Linked DNA regions of Rattus norvegicus: region 1 is linked to region 2. Evidence: chromatin contacts called from public Hi-C data. All regions are on one chromosome and are shown on one strand. The core of a region is the stretch at or near the end of the contact, and the rest is flanking DNA. Distances in the headings are between cores, read along the strand shown.

Region 1 (3,982 bases), core at 765-3,264, 120 kb before region 2:
TCTTAAACATTCATCAAGAGTGGATCTTTTGAAAAACATCCTTTTTAAAGCTTGATTTTGTGGTGCTAGGGACTGAACACAGGACTATATACACTAGGTTAGTGAGCGGTACACACAGCCTAGGAATCAGCAACCTTTAAACGATAAGGGACTCTGCTTTGATAATGGGTCACATGAACTTACTGGCTGACGTTCTCCAGTATAAACAAGGCTGAAGAGACACATCCCTGGCTCCTAACTGCCAGTAGGAAACATGGACGTGGTGGTCATCACTGATGACCACAACAGCTGGAAATGAACGTCACCACCAGGCTAACCAGGTATGGCATGGTCAGCCCCAGATCTGACTGATGTGCAGCTCAGAGATCTAGAGAAACAGGCAGAATGATCCACTCCCGCCCGCTGGCTTGGCTCCATCGTACTGACATCTTTAGAAGACAGCACGGACTGAGATGAAAACACAGGAGGGAGATACCGGGAATCTTTTTCTGGGAATACAAAACAAAGACACACGTATAAATAAAATGCTTCTGTAGAAAAGATTTCTTAAAGGGGGTTCTTTGACGATATAGGAAAATAGGAAGCAAAAAGCCCATTCCCACTACCAGTTGTACCAAGTATGACCACATACCTGAGCTATATGTATGCACGAATATATTTTACATATTGACATTTTCCTTCTAGTTCTTTTTTTCTTCAAAAAGCCTTTTTATTACATATTGTGTGCTCGCGCATGTGCATACATGTGTGCATCTGCATGAACTCGTCATGGAGCATATGTGGAGGTCACTTGGTCCTCCTACCACATGGGTCCTGGTGAAGGGTCAGGTGGGAAGGCTTGGCACCCATCACTTACTGAGTTACCTTGCCATCCCCACTTCTTGTTTGCAAGTAGCATTTTGTTTGTTTTTGAGACCCGGCCTCCTGTGCAGCTCAGGCTGGTCTTCCACAAAGCCTTCTCTGTGTGGAGATCATGCCGCCACATGATAAGTTCAAGGGAGTTTGAATCGAGACTATGTTCTTGTTAAATTTACCTTTAAAATTATTAACCCATCTTTCACGTTCTGTTACTGCCATCTATAGATGTAAATTTTATTGCTGTGTCCTGCCCCATGACGGTTTACCACCGTAGCTTTTCTCTGTTGAGAATAACCAGGCCTGGGCTTGTGAGATGGTAGAGGTAGATGGTCGATGGTAGCTGGTAGAGGTCATTGATGCCAAGCCTAGCGCCCTGGCTCAGTGCTTGGGTTTTACATCGTGGAAAGTGAAAGTTGATTCTGGAAAACCCCTCCAGGAACATGCTCCGTGGCACGTGCATATGCGCACATGCTCAAGATGTAGAAGGAGTAGTAAGTAGGCCTGGAGTGTGACTGGCTGCGCACTGTGGAGCCATGACCCCTGGCCTCAGCTCTACTCCTGATCTGTGCGACCTCAGGCAAGATGCTTCCTTCTTTGTGCCTCCAGGTCCTTACCCATAATGCTTTCCTCGTGTTGAACTGGATTTAAAGCATTAAGTAAGATTCTAGTAAGCTTTAGCTTTGGTTTGCACAAGGCTTGAGAGTCTCATGCTAACCTGCATGCCCATAAGAGAGAATTAATTGCCCAGTTTGAGATGTCTATTTCACTTGATAGGATGAGGCAAAGCCCTTTCCTGGCTTGCTTGCCCTCTGCCTGGTCGGACCTCTAATACAGGCTCCCTGCCAGCCCCTCCATGTGACCTGTGTGGGGGCTGAGTGTGGACCCCTCCTGAGGAAGGTAGCACCTTACCACCCTCCAAAGGCTGACCTTGAATTCACTGTGTAGTCCTGGCTGGGGCAGGAACCTCCCTCTCACTTGCTGGGTTGAGATTGGTGGTGGACTTTTAAAACCAATGCTTTAAAATGCCCCGGCATGAAAACAGTAGAAGAACTTTAACCCCTTGTGGCCCTTGGACTGGCACAGGGTGACGTCTACACACCTAGGCACTGCAAGTAGCCAAGTAGACAGCAACCTGGGCTGCTCTGAGGGCGCCCCCTCCTGGGGAGCTGGAGAGGTGCAGGTGGGGACGTTTCTTGCGCTCATCCAAATGCTGTCACACTATTGCCTCCTGGGTGAATTTATTCAAGGAAAGTCCAATAGAACATTTAAACATTAACTCATGTTTAGTCTAATGTTCAATAATTCACTTTGTCTTCCATATGGGAGCAAAGTCGCTCAACTTGACCTTGCCTGGTTGATGACTTGGGGTAGGTGGTCTCTCCAGACAGAAGCTGCAGGGGCTCATGAGCATCTGGAGTTGGGGGTGACCCAGGGTCGCCGGTTTTGGATGTAAACCCCGCAGAGTGGACTTTCAAAGGCTCAAGGAAGGCTGGGGAGCTAGAACTTTGGAGGCTATAAAATAAGAAAAAGAAGAGAAATCGAAACTAACAAATGTTTAAAGAAATGCCTTCAGAAAATAGCATGTCAACTTCAATATTTGTTAATTTTAGTATCCCTACAAATGTCATTATATTTGGAAACAGTTTGTAAACTGGATTTGGCAAACACTCCAGAATCCGCAGCATGACTGTAGTCATAGCCAGTTCTAAACTAAATGAGTTACTCATAGTCTGGTAACTTCAAAAGCAACTTCAAAAGCGAGTTGAAGGGGGCCCCTTTAGTTTAAACCAAAGACAAGTTACGTCAAATGAAGATATGGGTGCATTTGAATGTTGGTTACTCTTGGAGGGGAGGGTCCTCAGAATCAGATGCAGGGTCTGCACAGGGCTCAGGAGAGCCCTGCCTCCCGCCTTCTTCCAGAGAAGATTGGTCCGGCCTTCAGGTCAGTGCTTCTCCCTGTCTGCCTCTGCTGTCTCTCCTGTCGGCAAAGCAGCCACATGAGTGGTTAGATAGATGGCCGTCTCCACTTCGCTCCTGAAAAACTGGCCTGCTTGTGAGCCTGTTAGCTGGCAGAGTGAGCCCTGAAACTTCAGGTAGGAGAGTAAAGCCCAGCCTACCCCAGCCTGGGGCCCTATGAAAGGAAACGAGGGGACTAGGCTGTTTCTAGCACCCTGCACCCTGTCAAAGTTCTTTCCGTGTGAGTGTGTAATGTGCTTGGGCTGCTTTGCACGTCAGGCAGCATCGTAGCCCCACTCTCTCTATCCCAGGCTTGACCTCACCATGTAGCCCTGGCTGGCTTCGATTTTGTTTTGTTTTTGTTTTTTCCGGAGCTGAGGACCGAACCCAGGGCCGTGTGCTTGCTAGGCAAGCGCTCTACCACTGAGCTAAATCCCCAACCCCTGTTTGTTTTGTTTTTTTGTTTTGTTTTTCCTGTCTGGCTTTGAATTAGCAGCAGTCATTCTGCCTCCTAAGAACTGAGATTTCAGGCGTTCTCCTCCTGCCCCCAAGAGAGAAACGCCAGGGTCAGTGAGGTTGGGGGTGAGCTGGCTCCACTGGGACGTGCAGAGCCACCCTCCTATGGCCTTAAAGGTCTGTATCTGCTTGAGGGCAGAAGTTGTCTCTGAGAAGGGACGATGTCCTGCCTCATCCTGGTATGAGTGATCTGGATGAGGCTGGTAGCTGGGAGTGGAGAAGAGTGTTTAGAGAGGCAGTTAAGATCTGTAGTTAAGCGGTGTGGTGGTGGCAGTGCACGCCTTTAGTCTCAGCACTTGGGAGACAAGGGCAGGGGCAGGGGCAGGGGCAGGGGCAGGAGCAGGGGCAGGGGCAGGGGCAGGGGCAGGGGCAGGGGCAGGGGCAGGGGCAGGGGCAGGGGCAGGGGCAGGGGCAGGGGCAGGGGCAGGGGTAGCTGGATCTCTGAATTTGAGGCCAGCCTGATCTACAGAGCGGGTTCCAGGACAGCGAAGGCTACACAGAGAAACTCTGTCTTGAAAAACCAACCAAGCAACCAAAAATCTGTTGTTAATGACTGGAGGGCTGGCTAAGTGGTTAACAGCTCTTCCAGACACTCTCCAACACCAACATGACAGCCCACAATTGTCTGCAACTCTGGTTGTAGGCAATCTGC
Region 2 (4,060 bases), core at 342-2,841:
TTCCTGTGAACACACATGTATACACATGCATGTGAAAGTTAGAGGCTGGCACTTGGTGTCTTTATCAATCGCTTTGTATGTAGTTTTTGAGACTGCTCTCTCACTGAACATGGAGTCTGTTGAGTCTGTTGGACTGGCAGCCAGGAACCCCGCTGGAGCCGTATGCCTCCACTCCCCAGCTCTGGGTTTTATAAGTTTCTAACACCATGATAAACTTTTTCACATGAGTTGCATTGATGTCTTAATGTTGGTCTGGCCAATACTTGCCAAATGTGGCCATCCTGCCCCCTTCCCCTTGGGTCTGTTTTAAATTCATTTATCACTGAAGCTAAGAATCTGGAAAAGGGAAACTTGGCTCTCTGACGTTGGTAGGAGTTTTGTCTGTGAGTTTTAACCACAGGTGCCATGATGGACACTGAGTCACTCTCTTATACCCAGATACACAGTCAGGAGCTGGGGCCAGGGCTGAAATCAGTGAGCTAGACAGCCGAGAGTTTGCCTCTCAGGTACTTGGTCCTCTGCAGAATCCTCCAAGGTCCTTTCTGGACAGCATCTGTTGTCTCTCAGAACCAGAGGTATTTGGTCCCTCTAGGCCACTGTGCTGTTAAGTTCAGGGTCCTGTCTGTGATGGTGGGACCCTTTCAATTTCATAAGGCCTGCGTGTTTGCCTCTTGGATTTAGCTCACAAATATGGCCGAAGTGCTAATTAATTTATATGGTCACTACCTTGATGACCCACGGGCTGGGTCCCTCTCCTATAGGTTCATACAATTGAGTGCTTAGTCCTCAGTTGGTGAAACTGTTTGGGAAGGATTAGGAGGTGTGGCCTTGTTGGAGGAGGTGTGTTACTGGGGGTAGACTTTGAGATTTGAAAAACATATGCCATTCCCAGTTAGGTCCCTCTCCTCCCACCGCTGCCTCCTGCTGGTGGATAAAATATAAGCTCTCAGCTACTGCCTATTACCATGCCTGCCTGCTTCTCTGCTGGTCATGGAGTCACCCTCTAAAACTGTAAACCCTTATTAACCCCTCTCTTCTGTAAGTTGCCTTGATCATGGTGTTTGTCACAGCAATCAGAAAGGAACTGAGACAGCCCCAGGTCCCCCAAGAGAAACACAGAGACTGCTTGCTCTTCTGTTTGTCCCTGTCCTGGGTCGCTCCCATTCTCCTGCTCCTGTACCCCCAGGTTGTATGGACAATGAAGTCCAGTTTGTCAGACTGGCAGAGTCCTTTCTTCCAGTGGTGAGTACAAGAACAGACTCCCAGGTGGAGACAGTGCTTTTTTATTCATTTATTGAGATCCGAGCCTCCCTGCATGACAGACTCCCAGAGTGCAGGTGTGAAAAACCAATCTACCAGGAGGAAAGGAGATGGGTAGAACAGGTCCTCTCTGGCCTGTCTCCAGGGATACTGCCGACTTCTTGAGGATCCAGCAGGGGGCAGATGAAAGCAGGCCTGCCAATCAATCACTGCCTTCGGTATCGGAAAGCTCAGACCCGCCTTCTGACGATAGCTCCTGGGATGATTGGCTTTTACAGTCACAGTGGGTTGGGCTTTATGGTTCCAGGGTTGGTTCCTTTCTGGCTAGCCAGAGCAGCTCCGGAACTACTCTCAGACTCATCAGCTGAGCGTTGCTATCTCGGAGCAGAGTCTTTCCTGACAGTGGCCTGACTGTACAGTCTTCGAGGCTGGATAGGAATCATGCCCGTGACTCTTGGTTATTGGGATATCCGCGGAGTGAGTGAAAGGCTGGGCTACTAGGTGGGAAGGACCCAGGGTCAGAACACAGGAGGAGGAAGATTTTCCGTGAGGTTTTCCTTGAGCCCCCCTACCTGTGTCTGTCAGAAGGACTCTCAGTCCAAATTCTCCCCTTGCCTTTCTCCCTCTCCTCCACCTCGCTTCCTCTCTTTTTAGTAAAAGGTGGAAAAAGCTTCCCTAGAGGAGGTGAAGGATCTCACTAACTGTGACTTTTGTTACCCGCTATCTCCCGCAGTTGGGTCACGCCATCCGGCTGCTCCTGGAATACACAGAAACAAGCTATGAGGAGAAGAGATACGCCATGGGCGACGGTAATGCCATTCATTCTGGTCACACTCCTCCCTAACTTCTGTCCACTGGTGCCCAGCATCTCCTACCTAGTTCTCTGTCTCTTAGCTCTGTGGATCTCCTTCAAATGAACCCAGAGCTTAGATCTTCCAGAAATTTCCTTGAGGGTGCAGCTTTGATTTTCAATATAGAATCATGGTTATGACATGCTGGTCCTTTTCTGACTATAATTGGGTGAGGTTTGCCCACTACAGGCCTAGTGCTTCTGTAAGCCTCAATCATGAAAGGCCTATAGCCATTAGAGTGCTATTCACAGGTGCGGCCTTGATTTGAAAGGCTTACTGGATCAGACTGCATGTTCCTGCACAAGGGCTCCTGCCCTTGACTTCTTGGGAGGGTTCTGGGGAAGGAGGCTTAGACATGGTGATTCCTTTTCACTTCCTATTGTCCACCACAGCTCCCGACTATGACAGAAGCCAGTGGCTGGATGACAAATTCAAGCTGGATCTGGACTTCCCCAATGTAGGTGCAGGGAAGGGGAGGTTTGGGGAAGGCCTAGTGCTCTCACCTCATCTCCTGGCCTGGCTGAGGGGTTGGCATCAGTGTTTCTGCTCTCCTGTTCCATCCCTGCTGGCTGCACAGTGTTTCTGTGATGGGCTGTGTCCCGGCTCTCCCACTCAGTGCACACCGTGCTCATGGAGGGTTTCCCGTGGCAGGCACACTGAGTGCCAGGGCCATGTCTGTCCTCACCCAGGGAAGGGATTCAGGTACCCCATAACCCATCTGACCATCCCTGCTTGCCTATCCAGCTGCCCTACTTAATTGATGGGTCACACAAGGTCACCCAGAGCAATGCCATCCTGCGCTACCTTGGCCGGAAGCACAACCTGTGTGAGTGGGGCTGGCTGCAGGGTGGGGGGCAGAAGCTATCCTTCTTGGCTTGACTGGAGCAGAATGCTGAGAGTCGGTCTGTGTTGGGTGTGCTGCAGGTGGGGAGACAGAGGAGGAGAGGATTCGTGTGGACATTTTGGAGAAACAGGTCATGGACACCCGCATTCAGATGGGCACACTCTGCTACAGCCCTGACTTCGTGAGTCCCCACTGTGTGGTATAGGCAGGGTTTGACGAAGGAGTCAAGGAAGGGGCTGTGTTTGTATTCACACCTGTCATCTTTGGAATTTGAACCCGCCCACACTGATTTATCAAGCTCCCCTATCCAGCCAACACTTCTGCTCCCCACACCCCCATTTTGTTGACAAGTAAAACACACCAATTCCGAGAAGTTTTGAGACACTGTCATGATATCAATGGTTGCAAATTCATTCCAACATAGCAAATTCATGTGTTCAATTCTTTTCCACTTTGACCTTGACCACCGCCATATACCACCTTGTCCCCGGGGTTGACAGATGAAAGCCAGAGGGGAAAAGATCATGGGTGTTTAGAAATCTACCCAACAGGTTTCTCAGAGCTGATTTCTTAGTAGCAGCAAAACTCAGGGTATCTTGCTGGAGTTCACAGTCAGCTGGAGAGACACCATCTCTACGCTTATCAACTGTGTTCACCCTACTCCAGTTCTGTTCTCGTGCTTTGTAATTGCTCCTTGGAATCGCTTTGTCTCTTCTCTAGAGATTGTTTAATACTCGCCTTTCCTTCTGCTAGACTGCCCTGTACAGACCCTACTAGCGAACCCGGAAGGCAGCCGTGGGCTAGACATCAGTCATGACAGAGTCAGGGACAGAGTGGCATTTCCATCTAACTGCCAGGCACCCCTGAGAGAGGAAGCCTGCTACCAAGCAGGAGTCTAATTATTAAAGTGGTGAAGCATTAAATGGTCCAGGCCCAGAATTAGGAAGGTGCCCGCTCCTTTGCATAGCCTGGTGAAGCCACACTTTCTCCCAGGAGACCAGTAATGAGGGTTGTGCCAGCTGTTTTTCTGCTTCAGGAGAAACGGAAGCCTGAGTTCTTGAAGGGCCTCCCAGATCAGCTGAAGCTCTACTCCGAGTTCCTGGGG

What was found. A called contact is a pair of places that touch in the nucleus more often than the background predicts.
Region 1: a contact with region 2 is called in a Hi-C map of liver, with 3 times the contacts expected there. The contact joins the enhancer-like site here to the promoter of Gstm6 in region 2. A contact is called at or near these places in 9 of 12 Hi-C or Micro-C datasets (the A7r5 cell line, the Rat2 cell line, frontal cortex and 5 more).

Annotation. Positions count from the first base shown.
Region 1 is chr2:198,390,398-198,394,379 of GRCr8, reverse strand. No RefSeq gene overlaps it. Among named protein-coding and RNA genes, the nearest start is that of Ampd2, 15 kb to the left of the region's middle. Within about 2 kb of position 2,014, at least 4 of the 93 cell types and tissues checked have an H3K27ac peak or open chromatin away from gene starts, as enhancers often do. A contact at or near this core is called in liver, where this site is marked.
Region 2 is chr2:198,270,039-198,274,098 of GRCr8, reverse strand. Gstm6 (glutathione S-transferase, mu 6) reads left to right here and starts at 1,591. Exons shown (of 8, transcript NM_001109192.1): 1 at 1,591-1,737; 2 at 1,994-2,069; 3 at 2,504-2,568; 4 at 2,856-2,937; 5 at 3,036-3,136; 6 at 3,992-4,060. The coding sequence starts at 1,702.